Regions from separate parts of the Hordeum vulgare genome. Here region 1 is linked to region 2. The links are chromatin contacts, called in public Hi-C maps. All regions are on one chromosome and are shown on one strand. The core of a region is the stretch at or near the end of the contact, and the rest is flanking DNA. Distances in the headings are between cores, read along the strand shown.

The links. A called contact is a pair of places that touch in the nucleus more often than the background predicts.
Region 1: a contact with region 2 is called in a Hi-C map of leaf, with 7 times the contacts expected there. The contact joins the promoter of LOC123402722 here to the enhancer-like site in region 2. A contact is called at or near these places in 2 of 6 Hi-C or Micro-C datasets (leaf and seedling) and 1 of 1 datasets of contacts at active chromatin or transcription factors (embryo).

Annotation. Positions count from the first base shown.
Region 1 is chr6H:230,032,061-230,038,349 of MorexV3_pseudomolecules_assembly, reverse strand. LOC123402722 (GDSL esterase/lipase At5g45910-like) reads right to left here and starts at 4,795. Exons shown (of 5, transcript XM_045096674.1): 1 at 4,211-4,795; 2 at 3,897-4,112; 3 at 3,645-3,796; 4 at 3,293-3,566. The coding sequence starts at 4,478.
Region 2 is chr6H:229,279,749-229,286,274 of MorexV3_pseudomolecules_assembly, reverse strand. It overlaps LOC123406217 (probable magnesium transporter NIPA1), which reads right to left. Exons shown (of 11, transcript XM_045099703.1): 11 at 1,818-2,263. The coding sequence ends at 2,087. Among protein-coding and RNA genes, the nearest start is that of TRNAW-CCA, 26 kb to the right of the region's middle. Within about 2 kb of position 1,269, at least 1 of the 3 cell types and tissues checked has open chromatin away from gene starts, as enhancers often do. A contact at or near this core is called in leaf, where this site is marked.

The DNA of each region.
Region 1 (6,289 bases), core at 3,546-6,045, 750 kb before region 2:
CATCTTTGTTACTGATTTTGCTGATCCTGATCTTGAGAACATAGATCAGCTACCTGAGGAGGCAATACTCCAAGTTTCTATGCATGCTGCTATGGGAATTGGAGCAGTAAGGAACACCTTCATTTTAACAGTAAAAGTGGGAAATATATCTGCTACAGCTTTGGTAGATAGTGGTAGCACTACCTTTGTCTCCCCTGAGATGGCAGCAAAACTGAAAGTCCAGCTAAGGCCCACTAACAAAATTAAAGTGGCTGTAGCAAGTGGAGAAGTGCTGTGGAGTGAATTCATACTGCCAAACTGTTCTTATGAGATACAAAACCAGAAGTTCAGTGACAGTTTCAGAGTACTCCAGCTCAAGGGTTATGACATGATACTAGGAGTGGATTGGCTCAAGAAATACAGCCCTATACACATGGATTTCATCAAAATGGAAATGAAGGTGTCAATGGGACAAGATCATATAATCACTTTTCAAGATGAAACAGTTCCAAGCTATCAGCCTGAAGAAACAAAGGATAAAGTTCAGACTTTGATGGACCAAGCAGTGTGTGGGTTTGTTTTATTCACTGCTTGTGCTGTAGACACAGCAGAGGTTGCTAAGGAGCTACCAGTAGAACTACAGGAGTTACTGCAAGATTATGAGCTGCTGTTTCAAGAACCTACTGATCTGCATTGTGCGAGGGCGTGAGAAGATTACGATGGACCTGGTGGCTTCTTGGGGAGCATTGTGCCTCCACACCGCTCCAAACCGAGATCAGCATCTACAAGGGTGTGAACTTGGGGATACATCGTCGTCTCTGTGTGCCTCGGTTATCTCTTACCCGAGCCATTTACTTATGCACTTTACTTTGTGATAACCATATTGTTTCATGTTATATATCTTGCTATCACTTAGTTATTTATCTAGCAACATGAGTTGTTGGTGCACATAGGTGAGCCTAGTTGTTTTAGGTTTTGTGCTAAACACTAGTTTTACTAAACCGTAATTATTTGAAAGTGCCTATTCACACCCCCTCCCCTCTAGGCGACATCCACGTCCTTTCAGTGTGCGGATGTGTGGATGCCAGTCTCTTTTATGGAACATGACCTTCAAAAGGTGATTATATGAGGTTGATCTTGTTTGTTTACGAACAATTTTCGGGTCTCAAAATTTATTTCCACAAAAGTAAGGGAAAAGATTATCTTCTACCGGTCGATCGCGCGCGCCCGTCCGCCGGCTCAATGGTCGTTCGATCGTGTGTTGATCAGACGGTCGACAGCGTCCCCGCGTCTGCCGAAGCCGCTTTCATTTTCCTGCAACTCACCTGTTGTTTCAGGTCCTGATACTGGATAACAATAGGGGTGTTTCGGGGCTCGTCTGGCTGGGAGGGCAAGCGGCTGGATTTGGGTTTTTTCATGCAACATCCTCCTTGATGCAAGAAAAAATTATGCAACATTAGTTATGTTGCAGAACATTTTCTGTAACACCAATGTAAAGTTGAAAACCAAAAAGAATCTACAACATTAGCTTTGTTGCAGAAAAATTCCTGCAACAATATCTATGTTGCAAAAGTTCCGCAACATGGCCCTTGTTGCAAAAGTTGTCAGCTCAATCTGTCGGTCACCCCTTATTAAATCTTTATTGCAAAAAAAATTCGCCGTCTACAGCTCTGTCAGGGTCAAAACAAAACGGTTGTTTCCGCAACTGATTTGTCGTTTCAGGAATTAATGTGTCGGGGAGGAGACTGAGCCGCCTGCTAGGAGTTAGATCGGACGGCTGCGAACGGCTGCGCACGCGGAGATCTGACAGTTATCACGATGGTGGATGTTTATTAGACATCTACCGGTGGTCGCGTAGCGCTCCCCCAAAAGTAAGCTCTTCTATTTTGGTAAGGCCAAAAGGAGGAGAATCAGTACATGTTTGGCTTGAGGTGGGATCCCTTCCGTTTATATACCTCACGACTCTCATTCTTTATCATTAGCTCACCAACAAGGAATGGAAATTAGTGAAGGCCGCTTCAAAAGGATGCTCGGCAAGTAAAGTTGTTGCTTGTGACCATGAGGTCACAGGTTCGAATCCTGAAAACAATCTCTTGCAAAAATGTAGGAAAAGGTTGCGTACTATAGACCCAAAGTGGTCGGACCCTTCCCCGGACCCTCCGCAAGCATGAGCTATGTGCATCGGCTGCCCTTTTTTATGTTTACTACCGTGATCCGGCACACCAACAAATATTCCAAATTTGTTTGGAAACTGGTTAGGTGGTATTCACCATAAGCTGAAGGGCAAAAATACGTGTGGGAGTTTGTGCCATTCTCAGAGCAATATGGTTACCCAGAGTGCATGTTTTTTAACAAGTTGTCTACTCCTAATTTCTTGCAGGTTGTCCATAGGGCTACAGGTTTAACCAGTATGTGGTCATCACTCCAGCATGTGGGTGCGTGTGCGCTTATGCGGACAGACATGAGGACTAGTATGTGACAAACTGTACTTGATACACACGTTTTCCATTGTGAAATACCTATCTTAACAACATCGTGATAACTATACACAATCAAAAAAGGTGACGTTCTAATAATAGAAAACATGTGTTTGCAGTTCATGGAGTACATATGCGTTCTGAGTTAAGGTTACAAGGATATTATAGTGGCTTGTACAACCCATAAACAACATTGTAAAAGACTAAATGTAAAATGAATCCTTTAATCTAAGGTGACATTATGGCAGGTAGTATAAGTTCTGATTGGAGTACATATTTGAACCATCCTAACTATTAGCCCACATGACCACTAAACCACAAAATTAGCAATCGGGTAAGCTATGAAGTAGTACTGACTGAAGTGATAGCTAGTACCCCTTTAAAGACTAGATAAATGATTCTAGAGTATGGGATTAGTAACCTTGCTTCTATATACTCTGAACATGAGTAAGGTGCTTTGGGGCTGCAAGTTGTGTTCAGCATTTTTGTATTATGCTATGTGCTTCAATCTACTTACTACAGAAGGCTAAGGAACTTATTGCTCTCTGCCAAGATCTGAACTATCTAATTTTATATAGGGAAATCGCTGACTGGGTAACAGTTGACTTTACACCAGAGAGAAAAAAGCACATGCACACTAAGATCCATCTGTGGTAAGTACATCAGTAAGAACAAAACAACAGAACTCTTAGCTAAGGAAAGCCAATTTCAGTAGTGCAGTATCTATTAACCAAGGATATGAATATATGCATACAACTAATTTGCAAATCACTAAATTCCGATGCTTCCAGAGTTAGCTATGGCAAAAGTTAACAGTTCAGTGTTTGAGAACTAACCAAACTTCTCAGGTTGAAGAATGAACTGGACAACTGGTGTGTAGTAGTCGCCGTATATGATCCGCACATTGGGATACTTGGGCCGGAGCTTCTCTAGTGCTCTCTTGAGATGTTCATTGTGCACCCATGAGAACGTGTTGTACTGACGGATGCACCCGCTCTGGGAGCCATACTCATGGGCTGGCATATCCAGCATATTCAAGTACACGGGGAAGCACCCAGTGGGCATCACCCCTGGCACAATAAGATCCGCTGCCCCCTCAGCGATCAATTCCTGAAGCATACATGAACAACTAAAGTTGGAAGTACATTTGATAACAGCGAACAAATAACTCAAAGAAGCAATCGCTACCTCGACGCCATCGGAGATGCCCTGGATGACATCCGGCATGAACTTGTAGGCCTCTGTAAGGCCCTTGCCTGCAAACAAGGGCGCATTGTAGTCGTTGCCACCAAACTCGCCAATAACGAACAGCGAATTGGCATAAAACTCCTTGCATTCTTCTGCAAAAACCTCACGAGAACAAAAGATTCAAAAGCAAATTCCCAATTATTTCACAATCCAACACCTACATAGCTGCAAAGGTGGGATTTTGACATTTACCCTTGGTGGAGTTGCACAAGAAAGGCTTGAGATCACGGAACCACTGGATTTGGGTCATGAGGGCACCGGAGTTCCAGACCACCGCGCCGAGGCCCCTAACTTCGAAGTAGGGCGTGTCGAGCGCTGTCGCGCCGGTGATGGCGAAATTGGCGCCGTGCTTGAAGTCCGAGTGATTGGCCTTGGACGGCGGTGGCAGCGACAGCCCGAATTCTTGTGCTGCAATAACCGACCAAGCGCAGGAAACCCATCAGGACCGAATCTCGGAGGAATCAAGAAAAGCAGTAAGAAATAACCAAATCAAACCGGGCACTCACCCAGGTGGTCGATTACTAGGCGGCCGTCGGAGCACCGGCCGGTGGGTTTGCCAAAGTAGGTCTGCCCGTAAGGCAGCCTCGCCGTGGTGAGGTTGTCTGGGACGCCGTTTGCTATCAGATTGCCAGCGTCAGCCAGAGAGTCCCCGAAGTTGAACAGCGCTTGGTACTTCCCCTTGGCCGCCGCCTTCGCTGCGTCCACTTTCTCGGCCGCCGCCGCGAGAAATACCGCCACGACCGCAATAGCGACGAGCGCCTCCCATCTACCCATCCGACCGCTCCTTGGGTCAGTCTACGCGGAACGGAAGAGAGGAAGAAGAGAAGAAGGAGAAGGAAGACGAAATGGTGGTGGGAGAGCTAAGAGGAACTAGCAATTGCGGTTAGGGTTGGGGGTTCTTGTAGGCGTGGGCTGCGCTGGTGGCCTAACCGGTGGCGGCTGCTCGTGTGGCGTTTTCTTGGCTGCCCACGTCGTTCCCGCCGCAGGCGTGAGAGTTATTGCGGAGGTGGGAGCATGAAGAAGACTAGCAGCCTGTTTGGTTGGGGGGAATTAAAACTAGGGAATGGGAATTGAGAGGACATGAGACTAAAACTTCCTTGTATGGTTCAGGGGAAGAGGAATTTAGGAGGGAAGCGGATGCGGAATTGAGAGAGCCAACTCCATACTAGATCAACTCTAGCACATCCCGCATCCCGTCCCGACCCGTAAAATAACCGTCAAATTACGGATCGAGGCTAAAAAGTCCGCACAATCAGACCCCGCATTCCGTCCCGGTCCGTAAAAAAATGTGCGGGTCGCGGCAAATCTTCTCCCCCAACCTCTATCTTCACGGGCTGGGAGGCCGACCCGAGCTGAACCCCTATCCCGCGCGAGATTTGGCGGGAGGGATATTTCCGCGCGCCCGATCCCCGCTCCCCGCACCCTCCGCCACCATTGCCCCCCCCCCTCCGCAAGCTCCGGTTCCTCCTCCCCGGCCGTTCCTCACCGCCATGGAGGACCCCCATGTTGTCCCCCGTCACCGTCGAGGTCGCGCATGCTCCTTCCCCTCGGGGCGGATCTCGTCGCCGGCCATGTTGCCCCCGCCGCCGTCGCCCAAGCACACGCCACGCCTTCCCGCAAGCGGCAGGGCACCGTGGTCGTGCAGGGCGGGAATCCGGCTGCCCCCGCCGCGACGGCCCACGCTCCGGGCGCCAACGCCGCAGTGTGATACCGGCCGACGGCGGAGAAGGCCGACAAGGCCACGGGCGTAAAGCGGAGGAAGGTTCGCTTCAAGGAAGCCACCTTATTCAACCTCTGACTTCATCCCCCCGTAAGGAGATGCTCCGGCGATGTCGTTGAACGATCCCGCTCCCCCCGCAACCGAGGTGTTTGACGAAATGGCCGGAAGGTATGCCTCTTCAGTCTTGGCGATTCCCTTTCATTTTTCGCCATTAGTCTCGGTAGCTCGTGACTTGTTATCGTTCGCTATAGCGGTGGTTCGAACAATGCAACAACCGAGTTCATGAACATGTTGGACACGAACGCGGTTGATATTGGCAAAGGATCGAAGATCAATACTTCCGCATTATGAAAAAGTATCCTAATAGGACTGCAGGCACATTTCGGTCGCTTCAAGGGCATTGGGAGAATATCAAGCCTATGTGCAGCCGTTGGGCGGCTTGCTTGGAGCAAGTACGCAATGCACCTCCAAGTGGCACCGTGGAGTCTGACTATGTGAGTTTGTTTTTCCTTTGTTCAAGTTGTGCATCATCATAATGTATCATGGGAAATGATTGCATCACTTTGTTCATATTTTGTAGAACAAGATTGCTCAACATAGATACAAGGACATGGAAGCTTCGGAAGGCAAATTCTTCAAATTAGAGCATTGTTGGGAGTTGCTCCAAAAATGCGAGAAGTGGAAGTTGATCGACAAAGAATCCCCACCAAAGAAAGGCTCACTTATAAACATGGATGAAGATGAGGATGATGATGGCCCAAGAAATTTGCACAAGCCCGATGACGACAAGAAGACTAAAGAGAAGATGAAGAGAGAGCAAGAAGCAGCGAGCTTGAGGGAGAAGATTGATGCCATGGTGCAATCA
Region 2 (6,526 bases), core at 20-2,519:
GTCGAACGCTGCGCGCCGAGCCTCACCCATAGGCGGTTGGGGCCCACGTCACCTCGCCCCTCCCGTTGGGAGGAGTCATGCCCGACGCGGGCCCGAGGGCTACTGTCGGGCCCCTGAGACCGGGGGTACCCAGGTCCGTCGGCCTACGGCCCCGGACGTGACGCGGCGGGGCGAGCCCAGTAAGGAGAACCATTCGTGAGGGGCCATGCCTCGCGAGGTGAGCGTTTGAAGGTCGTCGTGAAGGGCCTCGGGAGGGCGCCCATCGCGAAGTTTTCCCCTGAGGCCCCCGTGGAGTGAGCCCATCGAAGGCGACTTGGCCAGGTCCCACGACCCGGCTCCTTCACGTGGATGAGGCAGGCCGCCTACGCGGCGCATGAGCAGTGCTAGCGATTGTGTACGAGGAGAGTTTCCCCTTCCCTCCTAAGCAAGGTGGGACAGCTGGCATGCACCCCATAGCGACCCACAAGGGTTTCCCGTTCGATGCAAGGAGACTAAAGATGGAGGCTCCGCGGGATGGAGGTCATCCCCAAGCCCACCAGGGCGTCATGACAAGAAGCTTTTGCACACCAAGACCATATTTGTCAGGGCGGACTGCAGTCATGTCCCCTTTCAAAAATGGTCGTTGTGGCAACCCTTCCCGCCAATGTTTTCGGAGGAAGAGGACCAAGGCCCATATATAGGAGAGGCCCGGCCTCCGTAGAAGGGGATCCAACCTCGTCCCTGGGTAGGGCAAGAACCCACCTTTCTACCTGTCTTCCACCTCAGGCAATCCCAACACAAGCAGGAGTAGGGTTTTACACCGCAAGGTGGCCCGAACCTGGATAAACTCTCGCGCGTCCTAGCTCGTCGCCTTAGCTCGCGCTACCGTAGAGTCACCATGAAGCCATGAGGTAGAACAGGATAGAAGAGCGAGCGCACCCAAGTGTTCGAACCTTTCCTCGGATCGGTGAAGCCCTGATTCCGACAGGCGCGAGGCTTGCCTTTGCAGGAGGGTGCGGTCGTGATGCCGAACAAGGCGAGGCCGACGGTGGCATCAAGATCGTCGTCCATGGCGAGCGGCCGGAACGCAAGAGGGTGCGGTCGTGATGCCGAACAAGGCGAGGCCGACGGTGGCATCAAGATCGTCATCCATGGCGAGCGGCCGGAAGCGCGCGTCGACGAGAAGGTTTTGAGAAAGTGAAGGGAAATTATGGAGGCTTTACCACCGACTGGCTGGCCAAGGGGTAGTTCGCGTGCGATGTGTGTGCCCGTCTCATGTCCACGCCAATACAAACGCCAACGCAAATCAGACTGAAAAATGGGTTGACAGACAAGCGTGCGTCCATTTAAGTCGGTGTGTTGAGACGACTTTTCTGTCCGCCGCGACCAAACGGACACGCACGCGTTGGAGTTGCTCTTAGGTGTCAAAGAAATAATCCTAAACTCAGTTCACCTACGCAAGTAAACGGCTTACGTATCACCAAAAAGACATGGACACCGATCATAGTTTTGTGTCATTAGAAAATACAAGACAACTACAGACACGATACATACAAACATATTTGTAGACAGTGCATGAAAACCATCATTTTCAAAATGTTCACCTAAGTTCTCGTTGCATTTTCTTTTTGCCCCTTTACGGATCATTCATAAAGTATGTTCATAAGTTGTTTGGGTTTTGGCGTCCTATTATTCTAAAATAGGTCAAATAAACTTGGAGCAAGATTTATTTTTTTCCTTAAGATATGTGAGCAAGATTTTGTTCCTCTAAAAAATAGCAAAAACTTGTGGAGAGACCTCAGCTATACAACAACAAAAAAACAGAAACAGAAGATTAGTAAAGCTGTAGAAAACAAAGGTTATTTAGCCATCTGCATAATTTAAAGTCATGTGTAGTGGAATTTTCAAAAAGAAAGTCATGTGTAGTGGATACTCTATATTTATACACTTCAACTATACAGGTAAAAGGAAAACATAACACAACTATATGCTACTACTAGACCAATATAATATTCAATCAGATTGCATGTGCTTGTTGTCTCAAAGTTTTGGTACATTTGGTACTTGTTAGACGTGGAGCTGAAGTTAGGTAACTTGGAAGCAGGCTTCATCCCTGCACACGAATTTGATCAGGTGGCGGTGGTGGCGGAGGTGTTGGTGCCCTCTCCACATGTCTATCTGTGCTGCTGGTGTTAGTCTTGTGAAGTAGAAAAGTCCCTGCAACAATGGTCACGAACCCACATAGTTGAGTAGCTATCTGTGTTGCACTCTGTGAAACCCAGTCCTGAAATGGGGAAATAACCATGGCCCTAAGTCAGATGAAAATGATGTATACATATTACTTAACAAATGGTCAATTTATTAATGCATATAATTATGCCAGGATATTGTTTACAGTACACGACTCATCAAGGAAAGAAGCAACCACTTCAGTATTACAAAATTAATCTTACAGGGCACTTAAAATGTCGCATATTTCCACTATCTACATGTTGTGGAGATGGGCTAGGGGTGTACATATGCAAGGCAATGACTACATTATCGTATTCCATGTATTGATTATGGAAGCCTTAGCCACGGATTTTTATGGTTATTTCTAGTTGCCGGCTATCGAGACGATAGCCGAGGGGTGCACCTTGGCTGCTTGGATTAGTCGCGCAGTTTGGATGAGCAATGTTCACTCATCGGACAATTGTGTGACGTTTCTGGTCTCCCCCTCTATTGGATACCATTGGTGGTTGGACAAGGCCACTTTCCTCGATGAGATGCGAGATGTCCGGCTAGGCCATTAGGTCGTCTATTGGGGACTTAAAATGCTCTACCGCGACGAGGACAATAGCAATGTTTCACCGCTACATGGTGAGGAGATTATGCCGTTTCCTCAATGATTGCTAGCTTAAATAACTTTACTGAATCGGCACAAGGTTGTGGAGGAACAACTCCACTTGAACGCTACAAAGTGTACATCACTAGTGTTGAAGGAGCTATTTCAACGTGTTGCGTCAGATATCGCGCTAGAAGCAAATATAAGCCAATATGGTAGCATGAGTGCAGTCCAAAACTCCTTAAACACAAGACCTAGTCCAAGACCTCAGATTAAAACACCAAGTTCTATTATAGGTAATGGGTATATAGATTGGTTACAAACTAGAGATCAGGACCTCTATAAATAGGGCTTTAACAAGCCTTCACATCTTAACTTCTACTTACAACTAGAAGATTCTGGAAAACATTACTTAAGGTTCAACCTCTACTCATAGCTAGAAGACTCTAGAAACATTATCGATCGGATAAGAAAACATATACAACAACTTGTGTTCTACCGGATTTTGTGAATACTTTTGGGATTGAATGTGATGCAAGTGAAACCGACATACGTGGCGTGCTTATGAGAGCGTAGACCCAAGCAAACAAGCAAACCGTAGGGGTGACCGATCTTCACGAATAGAGATGGATGTGGGGAAGAATAAAAGCAAACAAGAGGAAAACGCTCAATAAGGACAAGATTCACAACCAAACACAGTTCTCATAACCAAAAGTTAACATAGGAGGTACTTCTTGATCCAAACACCACAAAGGAAGATGGAAACCGATAGCTCGTCTCCATGAGGGTCTTGAATTCATAAAGGAATCTTCTCCACAAGGGAGGTCTTGAAATCCAAATAGAGTTTCTCCACAAGTGGGAGGCCTTGAACCCACTTGGGGATATCCCATTGGGTAGATAAAGGAGCAAAGCTCTCTAAGTTTGTGTTCAACTTTGTTAACCCTAGAGAGGAGGTGAGCAAAGCCCTTTTCGTCCCGCGTGCCACGATTCTATGGTGAAGACCTCTATTTATAGGGCTTTGGGAAGCTTTCACATCTCAACTTCTACTTCTAGATAGAAGACTCTAGAATACATTACTTACTTAAGGTTCAGCCTCTACTCATAGCTAGAAGACTCCAGAAACATTATCTATAGGATAAGAAAATTAATACAACAAGCAATAACTTATGGACCAGCTTATCTACACTAGAGTAGAAGTATGTAGAAGTCAAACGGTTTTGAGTTCTGTTTTTCTCTCTCTAATTTTCTCTAATGTTCCTCATCATTCTCCCGTGGTTGTTGGGAAACCAACTTCGAGTTGTCTTCATAAAGGGCTTGCTCTGGGTGGTAGAGAATCAAGTCTACAACATTGAATGTGATAGATATACCCATCTTGCTTGGAAGATCGATTGCATAAGCATTATTATTTATCTTCCTCGGAATAGAAAAGGGCCCATACTTTCGTCCCTATGCTTCCCTTTAACACCTAAAGGCAGTCTTTCTTTCCGGAGGTATACTATCACCAACTTCGAATGATTTTGTCCTCCTTTTGCAGTGAGGAAACTGTTTCTACTTTTGATTATGTTCTTCCAAAACCCTACAATCTTCAAATAGTTCAGTATAGTTATCAGCAAAAGACAATGCTGATTTTAGGTTTCCCCGTGATGGTAGCTTCATGAGGTCCACCACATGTCTTGAAACTTCAGTGTAGACAATGGAGAAAAGACTCCTTCATGTGGATCTATGCCTTACGTTATTGCAGAACTCGGAAAGAGAGAAAACCAAATTCCATTTTCCCTTTCTTTCTCCACATGCAACGTATCAGATTACCCAAACATTTGTTCACCTCTTTCGTCTTACCATATGTTTGTGGGCGGTTGGTGCTGGAAATTTTTAATTCAGTGTTGAATTGCTTCCACAAAGTGAACCAAAATGCCGCAAGAAACTTGTTATCACGGACTAAGATGCTCACTGGAACACCTGAAGTCTGACCATTTACCAAGTGAATAGATTTGCCACATCATGAGCATCTAGTGTCTTGCGTCATGGAATGAAATGAGCCATTTTCGAGAATCGGTCCACCAAACAAAGACAACACCACTCCCTCATCTTGTTCTTGGTGAACCCAAGACGAAGTCCATAGAGATATCCTCCCATGAAACGACAGGAATAGGCAAAGGCATGTATAACCTTGTTTTGGACTTGACCTTTGAAGGTTTGACATATGGGTCGCCTCTGAACAAAATTCCCAGCATCTCATTTTAAAAAGTCATCCTGGTGCATGTAGCTCCCGCTTACACAAGGTCCGGTGAAGGGTCCGATCACTAAAGGTCTTTTGTACGCAACATTTCCCTACATTTCTGCAAGCGGCTGTTTCCAGGACTCGCACCAGTGACCTCCAGGACTCGCACCAGTGACCTCATGGTCAAAAGGCAACAGCTTACCGCTGCACCAAGGCTCCCCTTCCCTGCATCTCCTTTTAGTTGTGGCCAAAAGTAACAAGCCTCTAGGTTAGCGATAGTCAACATGGCCACTAAGATCACTTGAATGGAGCTCTCTAATCAGCTTCACACGTAGAAAACTTCTTTGGATGCATAGACGGCCATTCTTGTAGAGATAGCCATCATGCAGAATAGTCTTCACCACATGGCTGGTCCCTGATGTGCTTTACCCAAACATGGACAAGGTCTTTGTCGTCCTCATACAACTCCTTTGCTTAATATAAACCCTAGCTAGTTTCCCCTCTAAACTTAATGATCTGGTTTGGGACACGATGCGTCTTCACCGACGACAACGAGCCGATCTTGCTCCCGGCGGTTTCGTGGTGCCAGGACGCACTAGGAAACAACAGACGATAAGGGAGGGCGTTGATCAACCCCCGCTAGATCTCGAACATCAGGGTCCTGAGCCCTTTGACCCTTAAGCAGGACATCTAGGTCTAGCAGATGGTGCGCAAGGTATTGCTTTCCACCTCGCTAAAAGCCCTCCAATGGTGATGGACAGTACACGTGCAAGAGCTGCTACGAAGCCCTCTTTCAGGGAGCGGTTGGTTGGAGCTCTTGGAAGTTGACAAAGTCCCAAAGTCCCAGGCTCCCTCCAGGGTCAGGTTATTCATGTGAAAGAGAGCGGTCGGTTGGAGCTCATGGAAGTTGACAAAGTCCCAAAGTCCCAAGCTCCCTCCAGGGTCAGGTTATTCATGTGGCTCACCTATCAAGACCATTGCTAGATCGTTCAGAGACTGGCGAGACGATGCATGTAGAAAGCACCTAGTTGCATGCTTTGCGACTAGTCAGAGGAGACTATGGCCGGACAAATTCACTGTTTCGACCCTAGCTACGTAAAGAATTCACAGAACGAACTCGCCCCGAAAAGATTTCACGATCTGACCCTTTTAGAAACGCCAGAAACCGTGGCGTTGCTGCGGAACATAGAAACGCCAGTCCAACGTGGCGTTTCTGGTCCATATTCAAACGCCAGACTAGTTTGTGTGGCAGTCCGGACCAAAACGCCAATGATGCTGGCGTTTCTAGTCTATATACAAACGCCATTGACGTTGGCGTTTCATCTTCGGCAGCAGTGCGTGAGGCGACAACGCTCTGCGCTGGTGCATGCATGGACCGAAGAAACCTTTTTCGAAGAGAACAAGAGAAAAATCAGTCGAAAGGGTACAGTGCAGTGGCTGGTTTGTCCTCGCCGGCCGTAGGGCAATGGCACCAACCTACCTATGCCCATCTAGGGGTATTA